2 separate regions of the Zea mays genome follow, and region 2 is linked to region 1. The links are chromatin contacts, called in public Hi-C maps. All regions are on one chromosome and are shown on one strand. Each heading gives the region's core, a stretch centred on a gene start, on an enhancer-like site or on the middle of the called end of the contact. The rest is flanking DNA. Distances are from core to core; before and after follow the strand shown.

Region 1 (7,003 bases), core at 1,004-3,503:
CTCTATGCCAAATTTCACTATTTTTTTGACCATATTTGGTATTTATTTATTTATTTTTGCCTTGAAAAGGCATTTAAACCATAAAAAATAGAAAATAGTCAAAATGGGCATCTTCACATGAAGTAAGTTTGTAACAGTTATATGTACATGCGATTCACTTTTGAAGCAAAAAAATAAATAAACAAAAGTAAGAAATATAGCTCAAAATATGTAGTTATGGTTGAATGTTACGAAACTCGACGCGAGATGTGTCTATTTGTAAAGCACCTATATTCAAACTTTTGAATAATCCTATGAATTTTTATCTCAAGCAGCTAGGACCAAATTACGACTCTATGCCAAGTTTCACTATTTTTGACCATATTTGGTATTTATTTATTTATTTTTGCCTTGAAAAGGCATTTAAACCATATGAAATAGCAAATAGTAAAAAAGGGGCATCTTCACATGAAGTAAGTTTGTATCAGTTATATGAACATGTAATTCACTTTTGAAGCAAAAAATAAACAAAAGTAAGAAATATAGCTCAAAATGTGTAGTTATGGTTGAATGTTACGAAACTCGACGAGAGATGTGTCCATTTCTGAAGCACCTATACTCAAACTCTTGAATAATCCTATGAATTTTTTATCTCAAGCAACTAGGACCAAATTACGACTCTATGCCAAGTTTCACTTTTTTTACCATATTTGATATTTATTTTTGCCTTGAAAAGACATTTAAACCATATAAAATAGCAAATAGTCGAAAAGGGGGCATCTTCACATGAAGTAAGTTTGTAACAGTTATATGAATATGTGATTCACTTTTGAAGCAAAAAAATAAATAAAAGAAAGAAATATAGCTCAAAATGTGTAGTTATGGTTCAATGTTACGAAACTCGACGAGAGATGTGTCCATTTGTGAAGCACCTATATTCAAACTTTTGAATAATCCTATGAATTTTTTTATCTCAAACAAATAGGACCAAATTATGACTTTATGCTCAGTTTCACTATTTTTGACCATTCTTTATATTTATTTATTTATTGTTGTCTTGAAAAGGCATTTAAGCCATATAGAAGTCTGTATTCCGTTGTTTTGCTATTGGAGCCTGAAAATCGATTTTGTCTGAGTGGTCTTTGTAATCTATTCTAGTGCTTTTTTTGCGTTGGGCCACCTGGGTTTGAGTCCCCAGTCGTGGACTTTTTTTTGTTGTCATTTTTTGGATGGAACCAACAACATAGCCGGCGCTGTAAATATGGGTCCCATATGGACTTTTTTTGTCGTCATTTTTTTGCATGGAACCAACAACATGGAACCATGATTTTGCTGCCCGACACTACTCTGCTCGGGGATTACTTGAGGAAGGAGTGGGGGTCGCAGTGTTGCTCCGGGAAGAGACCCGCCTGCGCTGCGGCCAGAGATTGACGACCAGGCGGCAGAGGGACGGCGGGCAGAGCGACGACGGGCAGGCGGTCGGGGCCGAGCTGTGCCCGACGGTGGCGTTCGAGGGGCGTCTCGTTGCTGCTTAGGGAAGAAGGTTGGAAATCGATCTCAGTGCGTGGCTCCGGCGTTGGAGATCTACCAGTGTCCGCTGGCGTCTCAGGCAGCCGCGTGCTCGCTCGGGCTCCGAACAGCCAAATCTCCGGTGAGGGTGGAGGCGAGCCTTCACATGCCTGCACGATGGAGATGTGCCCGCTTGCGTCGAAGTTGGAGATGCAGCAAGCCGAAGTCAATGTTCAGACTCCGGGGAGGAGCGCGTGGCTGAGATGAAGCCAACCTATGCAGTGGATTTCGGGGAAGCAGCAGCCCGCATGGTGTAGATTCGACAGCCGGAGCGATGGATTCGGCATGCGCTCGTGCAGAGAGAAGCTATCGGGTGCGGCTGCTCCCCTACGCCATTGCTGCACGCTCAACGTGGAGCTACACCGGAGAAGCAGCAGGCCCGCGCGCTGGAGATTCGCCGTCATGCGCCGTGCCTCCAACAGGCTGCAGGCGATCTGTATAAGCTGTTGGCCAGCCGGCGGTCAGGAACGAGCTCGGGAAGAGGCGCTGCTCGAGAAGTCGGTCGCTGCTTCACCCGCATGCGCCGATGCGGCGGGATTGCTAGCACAGCTGCAACAAAGCCATGCCGAGCTCGTCGGCGGGCAGACGGGCTGGGACGGAGATGTGCTGCTGGGGAAAACGAGAGCACGGGGATCTGGTAATCTGGTGTCGGCTCTGTTTCCTCTGATTTGGGGGAGAAAGGGGAAGGGTCCCACATGTCAGGCCGCATGTCCCACATGCCAGGCAACGTTAACGGACGGAACTCTCGGTAGGGACATTCCTGAGTGCAGAACGATGTTGGGAGGGAAAAACTGAGTGAATTGAGGTGGGGGTAGAACTAGGGGTGGTAATGGATCGTGATCAAATAGTTCTTCACAAAATGTCAAGGCCCTAAATAAATTATAATTCAAAAATGACTAGAAATAGAGTCCGATCCTAACCCGCTTCGATCCTTAAATCTTATAGTGTAAAATTTATAGCCCATTGTCAGCCCTAGGTAGAACTGAATAAAGTGTGCAGACTAGTGGCTGAACGTAAAAATCCCTTTATTTTTTTTAAATTATGTCATGTTGAGTTCTTTTCTATCTGATGATGGTCCTGCAATCCGACAGATCAGTTTTTGTTCTTTAGAAATAGAGATTCTTCTCTAAACATACTGAAAATATGTAATCCCAATCTAATTGTTGGAAAATGGTACAAACAGATTGGTATGGTACATAGCAATTAAACACACGAGTGAAGCTGGCTTTTACTTGCTTCTGGATACTAATGCTACATTGGCTTTTACTTGCTTCTGGTCCGCGCCGGCTTCGAAGCCACCAGCATCAGCCAGTACTCGTTGAAGGCTTGAAGCCACCATATCCCTGCTACCCAACCATCGCCGCCGACTGAAGCCACCGTATCCCTGCTACCTCGTCGTGGTCTTTCCACCTGTATGCTGAAGGCTGCCGCTGTGACACCGACCCTCTGTAGTGATGTATGATCTTGTTTATGGAGACAGAAGATGGTGTGCTTTCCTGTGTGCTGTGTGTGTCTACATATACGTAGCTCTTGTCCTGACAACGGCGTGCTGTTGAAGAAGTCATCGTCGGTGGCCGGCGTCCCTGGCCCATTGCACGTATTGCCGCTTGCCGCCGAACTCGTGGAAGTCGTTGGTGAGGCGGAGGTAGATGCACGTACTGTCGTGGCGTGTGCGTGTCCCTGCCATCGCTGAATGCCCAGGTCCGTGCGAGGTTGAGCCCGTGAGAGGCCGCCTGGTGGAGCGCCGCCAACACTGCTTTGCCCCTCCGCGCCGGCTTCGACGCCACCAGCATCAGCCAGTACGCGTTGAACCCACTGAAGAGATGGCCCTGCCTCCGCCGCCCAGCATGAACCGCGTGCCGTCCACCGCCTCGTCGTCGGAGCCAGCACCGGCCAGACCATTCTTTCGCCATGGCGCCGCTCCAGTGGAGATGGTCGCGACGGGGAAGATGACAAGGACGAAATGGATTCATGGATCGCAGAAAACGTTGATGCGCGGCAGTCGAGAGATAACGATTCGTGGGAATGAGATCAGATACATCTGGTGGCAGGGTGGGGGGTTTCCTAAAAAAATCATAAGCCAAAACTGAACACAATAACAACGAGTCCGAACTCCGAACTCGGAACTCCGAAGATGCCCCCGCCGCCTTTGATTCGTACGTCTGCCTCATATATAGGGTTGTCCCTGCACCTGCACTTCCAGGAACACAGGAAAGATGGAGAAGCATATGGCGGAAACCATGATCGAATTCGACAGGCGGATCCCCGACGCCCTCCGCGCCGCCTTCGGCATATACCGCGCATCGCGGCCGACCACTGGCCAACAGGACGACGCAGCTAACCTCGCCGCGGTGCTGCTCGCGCCGCTCGACGACGACGGCGCCAGCGACCCCAAAGCCATTGACTGCGACAAGAATCCCATGGCCATGGACTGCGCCAGCGATCCCATAGCCATGGGCTGCGACCTGGCGATGGAGTTGGGGTCATGCTACATAAAGAAGCACGACGAGGACGATCACTTCGGGCACGCCGAGGCCTGCGTTATTGGCGTGGCGGACGGCGTCGGCGGGTATCGTAGCCAGGGCGTCGACGCGTCGGCGTTCTCTCGCGGGCTCATGAACAACGCCTACGCGGAGGTGGCGAAGGCCCCCGTGCCTGGCACGCGCTTCTGCCCCCGCGCGCTGCTGGAGCGGGCGCACCAGATGACGGCCGCGGCGCATACGCCTGGCGCGTCCACGGCGGCAATCGTCTCCCTCGTCGGCAGCACCCTCAAGTGGGCCTTGGTCGGCGACAGCGGATTTGCGGTGCTCCGCGATGGCAGGATCCTGTGCCGCTCGCCAACGCAGCAGCACTACTTCAACTGCCCCTACCAGCTCAGCTCTAGGCAAGACAGAACCAGGGTCTCCGACGCATTGGTCGGCGAGGTAGCGGCGAAGGAAGGCGACATTGTGATTCTGGCCACGGACGGGTTGTTCGACAACGTGTTTGACGACGAGATCGAGGGCATCGTGCGGATGGGCACGACGCTGGGGTTCGCGCCACTGAACATGGCGGAGGTCCTAGCGGGCTTCGCTTGCGAGGCTGCAGGCTGCGATTACAGAGACTCGCCGTACAGCTTGGGCCGGAGACAGCTAGGGAAGAGTCTCTTGACGGGAGGGAAGCCGGATGACATCACTGTAGTCGTCGCCTACATTGTATCTCCTTCTAAAATATAGTCCATTCTTAGGGCTGTTTGGTTTGTGTCTAATATTTAGTTCTTGTCATATTAAATATTTAATATCAATTACAAATATTAAATATAGTTTAAAACTAATTATATAGATGAATACTAGACGACGAGACGAATATTAAATATAGTTTAAAACTAATTATATAGATGAATACTAGACGACGAGACAAATTTATTAGGAATTTTTATAGTTCGCCCACTAGTCTAGGCACACTGCTCAGTTCTACCATTGTCTAAATTCTCTACTCAGTTTTGTCCTCTCACCTAAACTTATACTCAAAAATCACCTTACAGTAGGATTCCGTCCGTTAGATATCTTACAAGTGGCCCCGAAGACTTACAGGTGGGGCCCACGCTCTTTCCCCTTCTTCACGTGCGATTCGATTTAGGAAGAGAAAGCAGGGGAAAGGAAAAAGTGTGGAGGTGGCGTGTCCCACCTGTAAGGCTTTGGTTGTGATATCCTTCCCTTGGGATGATGATATTCTGGACCAAGACTTAATATAATTAATAGAGTATCTATACCAACAAGGTGTGTCTTCTTTTTCGGAAGCCTATCTCGAAAGAACCTCCAAGTTAACCGTGCTTGGCTTTGAGCAATTTGGGATGGGTGACCGACCGGGAAATTTTCTCGGGTGCGCATGAGTGAAGACAAAGTGCGCACAAAAGACTCGTGTTGTATATGGGGACAATATATGATCTTAGAGAGTTGCCAAGAGTAAGAAACTCCAGTCTAGGAGTGGACAGAGTGTTACATTGGTCCACCTGTAAGATGCTGCGATGGGACGGAAGGGCGCCGTGAGGTTATTTCCGAGCCAAGTATGGAGGTGGGAGGGGAAAACCGAGGAGAGAATTTGGGCGGGTAGATCTGAGCAAGACGTTTAGAATAGTGGTTCAAATGTAAATGTCCCAATTTATTAAGTATAATTAATACTAGATTAGCAAAAAAATACTGTAGCATCACATGAGCAAATTATGGACTCATTACTCTTAGTAGGCTTGCCTTATCATTTCTTCATTTGTGTAGTTAGCTTTGTAATTAGAGGACTAGTCGCCAGCTGCACCACTAAGCGGTGGCTCAGGCACAGGATGCGAAGGGCCAGCGGGGTGACGACATCCTCAGCACGAATCAACGGCAGCGACAGCGTCCCTTGGTATCGAGGGCCAAGGGAATAGGGGCCGCCATCGGTCTAACAGGAGAGGAGGGTGGGGGCGCTGAGCGCTGAGTCAGCTGGTCAGGTGGGCCTCAATCGAGTAGCTAGTTTTGTTTTTTCTTTATCTTTTTTAAAGAATAGATGTACACGAATATATATATATATTTAAATATTGCAAAAAATATAATAAATACAAAATTAATATTTTCACAAATAAAATACCTAATAAAAATTTTTAGACAAATTTCTATTATTTCAATAAATTGGACTTCACAAAAGAATAAATTAAATAAAAACAAAATCCCTTAACTCATTAACAACCAAAAATCATGCTCTCATAATGAGTGCAACATACATTGGTTTGCATTTTAATCTGTAATATATTTAACAACTAAAATTGAATTGCTTTTTAATTGATGTATTTGAGTTGGTACACATGGTGGCTTGCGAGTTGCAGTGTATGATTTGCTTCGCCTCCACTGGATTGTAGTAGTAGTCGTCACTATTCGGTATCTTCATCCTAATTCAACAAGAACACCTTCACTTTGTGGCTCCGCCAAGAATAGTCTTCACCATCAAAATGTGGTAGTTTTCCAAGTGGAGCCGATAGTAAGGGAGTAGTCGTATTGTGAGGAATGCGAGAGTAATTGAAAGAGGATCGAATATAGTTTGATTTAACCGTCTTTTGTTGGTGGCACTTCTTGGAGGTGGATTCGCCACTACTCGAGGTTGATGGCAACGTCAATGATTCGGTCTCATAGTATATGACTTTCTTCATTTTCTTCTTCTTGTCGTCCTTCCTCTTGTAGCACTTGTAGGACAAGAAACCCAAGCTAACCGATTCCTCGCCCTTCTCCTTGCGCTTCCTTCCCAAAGGGACCTTCTTGTTTGTCACACCCGAATTTAAGGGATAAAGTCGGGTGTGTCTCATATGTGCGCTAAAGAAGAACATCACATATAATGACAAAGTGTCTAGAGATAAATGTCACAAGTATCATTATTACATAGCGAAAGTCTTACAAAAATAAATGATAATAATAAAGCGATCTAAACATCCATCCTTGGCGCCATAAAG
Region 2 (6,127 bases), core at 2,399-4,898, 160 kb before region 1:
TTGCCGTCGAAGATCTTCTCCGACAGCTGCGGGACGTAGTGCCCTGTACAGTACAAATTAAAATCAAATTTCGGTTTCAGATGCGCACTGCTTTGTCGGTCGGTTGTTACTTGCACCACTCACCGGCGTAGCTCTCGCCGGCGATGTAGAAGTCGTGGGACCTGTACTGCGGGAACCTCTTGAACCAGTTGAGCAGGAACTTGTAAGCGTCGTCAGCTGCATCATCATCCGCGCACACAACACACGACAGTCAGCAGGGACAGTGCTTCTCAAGGTGTTGGTCTCGGTCGTGTGATCGATCTGTCACGTATATACGTACCGGTGATCTTGTCGCCGAGTTGCAGCAGGTCGGAGCTCGTGTTTGTGTAGGAGAAGCCGACGCCCACCGGGGACTCCAGGAACATAAGGTTGGCCTCTGTGTTCCAGGAGTAGTTGTTCCATCTGAGCTCCGGCTTGCCCTTCTGCACCAGGAAGGGACCCAGCTCCTCCGCCTCCCCGTACCCAATCGACGAGCACCCGGGCCCTGCAACGACCACACTTTGCCGCTCAATCATCATAGCCTAAGGCCGCCCGTGGACCGGCCGGCCGGTCAGTGGACACTGGACAGTTGTGGAGGCGACAGGCGACACCACATGCAGCAGCGACGGTCACAAAGAAAGAATCGTTGGCGCATGCAGTTTCAGCAGGCAGGGGACCAGAGGGCGTACAGACTGCACCACTGGCTATGCATGCGAGATCGCAGTAGATCGCGCGACCAGTGGTGGAGTGCACAGTGCGATGCTATGGTGGGCCGGAGCCGGAGGAGGACTGGAGGAGGCTAGCGCGCGCGCGCGTGGTCAATGCACGCAGGCCGGCCGTTTTGCTTGCCACGCCATGCAGTCCACCACCACCGGCGCGGCGCAGGCGCTCTCTCGCTACGCTTGTTGCATGCAGCGGGACGAGCGCAGCTGCTAGCTACTACTAGCGCAGAGCGCACCATCGACCATTTGTTACAGATCTTTCCTTTTCGGGCCTGGTCCCCGGCCCGGCCCGTCGTCTGGCCGGGTCGCTAGCTAGCTAGCTGGTGGGCTGTGGCGCACGTACCGACGACGTCGTACGTACATACGTCTCGCGTGCGCGTGAATGCACCATGCCAACCTGCTCCCTAGCTGAAAGAGAGGTCGAGAGAGGGAGAGCCAGAGTACAGGTACCGACCTTAATTCGAGACGGAATAATATACCATTCGCGAGGGGGATCAACGTACGTACATACACAACAGATAAGATTGATGCCTTTAATTTAATTTGTACAAATCGAACTTTTAATTTTCTCTGTCCAGAAAACACACATGTGTTTACTTGCAGAAGAAAACTGTGTCGTCCTAACTACCTGTACTAGCACCGCACCTGATTGGACTCGGTTCCACAAAAGCTGAAACGAGACAACGATCAGTCTAACAAATCCAATCGTTACTCCCTCCGATCCATTCTAACGAATCTAACCACGATTTGAAATCAGCTAGCGTCTTTATCAGATAGTAGTAGACTAGAGGGATATATCTAGTAGTATGTACTAGCAGGACAAACGTTTCCAACTTGCAAGTATATATTATACTAACATACATAGCTCAATCATGCATCCTCCATATATGGACGACGTACGGCGCCTCACACGTTTCCAACTAACATATTACCCCCCAGACAGGGGTGTGCCGACGCGACGTCGAACAGCTCAGCCGGTGCAAGCAAAACTAACCGGTGGACCCTAGCTCACACTTTGCTTGGGATGTTGGGGAAAAAATAATAATAACGCCTTCGCATCGTAGGCATCCCCGGGCTATACGTGAATTGGGCCACAAGGTTTCCTCACTCTCTCATACAGAAGCTAGCTAGCGACACCGTACCCTTTGTTCCCGGGAGCGTGTGTTGACTGCTGGCGGCTTGCAGAGTGCTAGCTGACCATGCCAGGCAATGCAAGCAAAAGGCAGCATATATGCACACGACCTAGCTAGCCATTGCAGTCAGAGAGTCAGCAAATGGAGCCTCATCATCGCTGTGTGGGGCGCGCGGCACTGTAGCCACAGCTAGCCGTAGTGCGTGGCGCCTATACCCTTCTCGAAGCTTAAGGCTCATGTGCACTCTACGTCGAGTGGGTACCAGCAGCACCACTAGCAAATGGACCAGATCGAAATAAATCCAGGATGTGTAGCGTACTATGCGCTATGCGTCAACAAATCGTGCTCTCCTTGTGGCCAGCCGCACCAGCGACACTCCGGGCTCACGCACTGGCCGAGCACGCAAGTGGAACGCCCTATGTCGTTGTCTGCTTGACCATATATATGTACGCATGCATACATGATGAGGGCGTTGGTGTGGTCAAATTCGGATTGGGATGGTAACGACGGGCATATCCGGCCCAGTACAGTGGGATCGGAGTTTTATTCCCTTCCGTTCGAACATTCCTTTTTTTTTTAAAAAATATATAGAGATGAGTACATGCATATGTGTTTTTTTTCAAGAAAAATCCACATTCCTAGAACTGAAATATCAGCTGTGTGATTATTTTGTTCGAATTAAACGTGCCGCATTATTTAAGGTTAACAAAACGGTGTGTGCAACATAATGGTGATGGCACACGTATAGAGAGAAGTCATGTGGGAAACAATGACTGGCTATAGTAGTGGTGGCTATACGTACGTACATATACTAAGGTTCAGGTTACAGCGTCAACCTCCAACAGAAAACGTCCAATTAATGGTGATCGTGATCATTTGATGTGATAGCGTAGCTAAGCTAGCTCCTCCGCCCTCTAACTGTCCTGTGTGATTAATCGGTTGGGAGTAATATATACTGTCGTAGTACTACTGTGTTACTCAAACATCAGCAGCGCTATAGCTCCTGGTCCTGGTATCACAGTTCAGAATCCGAGACGTCATGCATGCGTCAGTCCCTCAGCTAGCAATCAGCGACTTAGCTTAGCCTAACCACTTCCCCGCTTCTTGATTATCATATCGTCGACTTCCAAGGTGGAAATGAACGTCTCAACTAATTGAGTGTTTGTCGCCGCCAGAGCCATAAGCGCCTTATCTGTAACGTACCATGTTGGAGACAGAAGCCATGGCCGCCGCCGAGCTCAAGAAACATGCACAAGTAGAAGCTTCTATCCACGACAATCACGGAGGCAAGCAGCGCGCGCGGGAGATAATAATGGCGAGTGCGAGTGAAGAGTACGAGCAGACAGCGCGGAGTGGTCGTAGGTGTAGCTAGCTAGCTGCGGCAGAACACGGGGTGGACGGAGGATCGAAGCTATAGTATAGTAGCTATAGCATACGTACGTACCGCCGTTGAGCCAGAGCACGAGCGGCTTCTTGTCGGGCGACGCGGTGGCCTCGAAGAACCAGTAGAAGAGCGCGCGGCCGTGCGTCTCGTTCACGGTCACGTACCCGGCGTACTGCGCGAACCCCACGGGCGGCTGCCCCGGGAGCCCCGCCACCCGGTCCGCCGCCTGCTGCGCCGCGGCCACCGTGTTCACCTGCTGCACCGCGACGGCCGCGACGGAGCAGAGCGATAGGGAGAGCGCGAGCAAGGACCAGGCGCCCGCCATCGTGAGCTAGGACGATGCGTGGTGTGCGCCGCGCGCTCTGCCGCTGCTCTAGCTCCTCGCTGCTGCTGGTGCGTGGTGCACATCTCGCCCCCTCCGGGTGGCTATATATACACACAGGCTCCGCTGACCGAGAGAGAGTGCCACGGCGGCCGACGCTTCCATAAAAACCGTAGAGCCCTGCTCCCGGCTGCATGCGGCCGTGATTGCGTTTGCGTCGGTAAAAGTAGAGAGAAAATGTTAAGTTGACTACGCATGGACAAGAAACCAGAGGATAGCAGAGAGCAGAAAGAAGCTGTACAGCTAGCTTAGACATAAAAAAAGAGAGAGATATCGCTGGACCATGTATAATTAATAGTAGAGAGGTAACTAATAAGTTGACAGTAAAGAATAAAGATCAATAGTATCTATTATTATGGTTTGTTTGTTTAGGATTATAATCTACTCAGATTAAATAAGTTAGATTATATAATCTGAGTAGATTATAATAATTCCGAATTAACTAATAAAGGAGGTCGCTAGCCTACTGGTATTGCAGTGGGAAAGAAAAGGCACCGATGATGCTACTTGTTGTGGTGATAGAGGAGAACGGTTGCCAGTTTGAGACTATCATCAATAGGGAAGGTACCTAGATATATGAGAGGATGAGGGTAGGACGACGACCCTCCCTAGTCCTGAAGGCAACACTAGACAAATCTCTACTACTTATTAAGTTAGTAATAATAGTCTGCCTTTTTGTGTTCTGTCGTGTGGTCTCTGACAGGTAGGACCCGCTTGCTCCTGCGTGCATGCTCCCGGTTTAGCCCATAACGCATTTTTGTACAAAAAATAGTACTACTGCACATGTCACGCGCACAGGAAGACACATGCGCCGTGTGATAACAATCATACTACTATGTGCACAGGAAGACATATAAGCAGGTTTCAACACCAACCGGTGGGCAATGTGGTACTAATTTTACCTTGCAAAAAATGAAGACAGACACATGCGCCGTGTGAGGCCCATCTGCCAATTTGTCCGAGGCCCATCTCCATGAAACCCTAATCTGCGGTCGCGGCATCCAGCCCTGCGCCCCCGCCCGCTTGCTCGCCTCCACCCGTGGCCGCGGCCTCCAGTGCCCAGCGCCACCGCTGCTTGTCAGCCTCCACCGCCCCATCTTATGAAGATTGTAACATAATATGTCCAATCCAGCTACGTTGTGTCTTTGTGTTGGTGCAGGATTAGATGGGGCTACAGACCACCGATTGCGAACATGGAAGCAATAGTACTAGTGCAGTTCGTGGCTGCGGCGGCGCTTATATCTTCTTTGATCGGCGGCGCCGCAGGCGAGGCCGTGGCACAGGAGCTGCGGCAAGGTCTCTCCGTCGCTCACGACTAGTTCCTACTCGCAGTTCCAGCCGGTGCTCGCCGACCCCACGGGTGTCTTCGCGCTCGGCTTCCTCCGCGTCAACTCCACCATGCTGGACCTTGCCATCGTCCACCTCCCGTCTACCTTCCCGCTCTGGCGCGCGATCCCCGACCGCCCCGCGCCATGGTCTACAGCCGCCTCCCTCTCCTTCGACGGCGGCCTCGTCCTCACCGACCGCGCGGCCGACAAGGTGCTCTGGTCCACCGCTGCCACCTCTGCCTCGGCCGGCGACCGCGCCGTCCTCCTCAACACGTCCAACCTCCAAATCCAGAGCACTGGTGGCAGCAGTTCGCCCGACGTGGTGTGGCAGAGCTTCGACTACCCGCCGAAGACCATCGTCCAGGGCCAGAACTTCACCTCCGCAACGAAACTCTACAGCTTCGATCGGCGCTTCGCCATGCGGCTGGGGAGCAACTACTTCGGCCTGCACATCGAGCCCCCGCCGTCTTCGGGCGGCGTTGCTGCGGCCATGTACTTCAAGCACATGGCGATGGAGGCCAAGGCCCAGATCGTGGCTGGCGGCGGCCCGACCTACGCGCGCGTGGAGCCTGACGGCTTCCCCGCCATGTACCAGAGGGAGGGGCCGCCCGCCGACGTGCTCTCCTTCGACACCTTCAACCGCGGAGTCCGCGCCCTCCGCCGCATGACTCTGGAGCCCAACAGGAACCTCCGTGCCTACTACTGGAACGGCGCCCGGTGGGCCCTTGACTACACTGCCATCAACGACAACGATCGATGCGAGCTGCCCACCACCTACGGCGCCTACATCGTCTGCGCGGAGCCCAGCGGCAGCTGCGAGTGCCTGGCCAACGCGACCGATGGCTCGGGCTACGCCGCGGCCGTGCCCGCCTCCTTCGCGAGCAACCTTTGCGGCACCACGGGCGGAGAAGTCGGCGGGCTGTACTGGGCGGTGCGGCGGTGGGGCGTGGAGCCAGTGAACAAGGAGCTGCTGCGGTCCGAGCAGGCGGCGTCCACGACGGACTGCGAGGCGCGGTGCGAGCACAACTGCAGCTGCTGGGGCGCGGTGTACAGCAACAGGACCGGGGTCTGCTATGTCATGGACTACCCGGCACAGCTTCTGGTGGCTAGTGACGATAGGAAGATGGGCTACTTCAAGATCATGAGCCTGGAGGAGGAAG

The links. Hi-C and Micro-C count contacts between places; a contact is called where the count stands out from the background.
Region 2: a contact with region 1 is called in a Hi-C map of ear, with 2.7 times the contacts expected there. The contact joins the promoter of LOC100285883 here to the enhancer-like site in region 1. A contact is called at or near these places in 3 of 25 Hi-C or Micro-C datasets (ear, root tip and tassel).

What each region holds. Positions count from the first base shown.
Region 1 is chr4:150,351,386-150,358,388 of Zm-B73-REFERENCE-NAM-5.0, reverse strand. No RefSeq gene overlaps it. Among protein-coding and RNA genes, the nearest start is that of LOC111591422, 7.2 kb to the left of the region's middle. Within about 2 kb of position 2,253, at least 17 of the 20 cell types and tissues checked have an H3K27ac peak or open chromatin away from gene starts, as enhancers often do. A contact at or near this core is called in ear, root tip and tassel, where this site is marked.
Region 2 is chr4:150,509,078-150,515,204 of Zm-B73-REFERENCE-NAM-5.0, reverse strand. LOC100285883 (lysosomal protective protein) reads right to left here and starts at 3,648. Exons shown (of 7, transcript NM_001370727.1): 1 at 3,318-3,648; 2 at 320-523; 3 at 124-216; 4 at 1-43. The coding sequence starts at 3,582.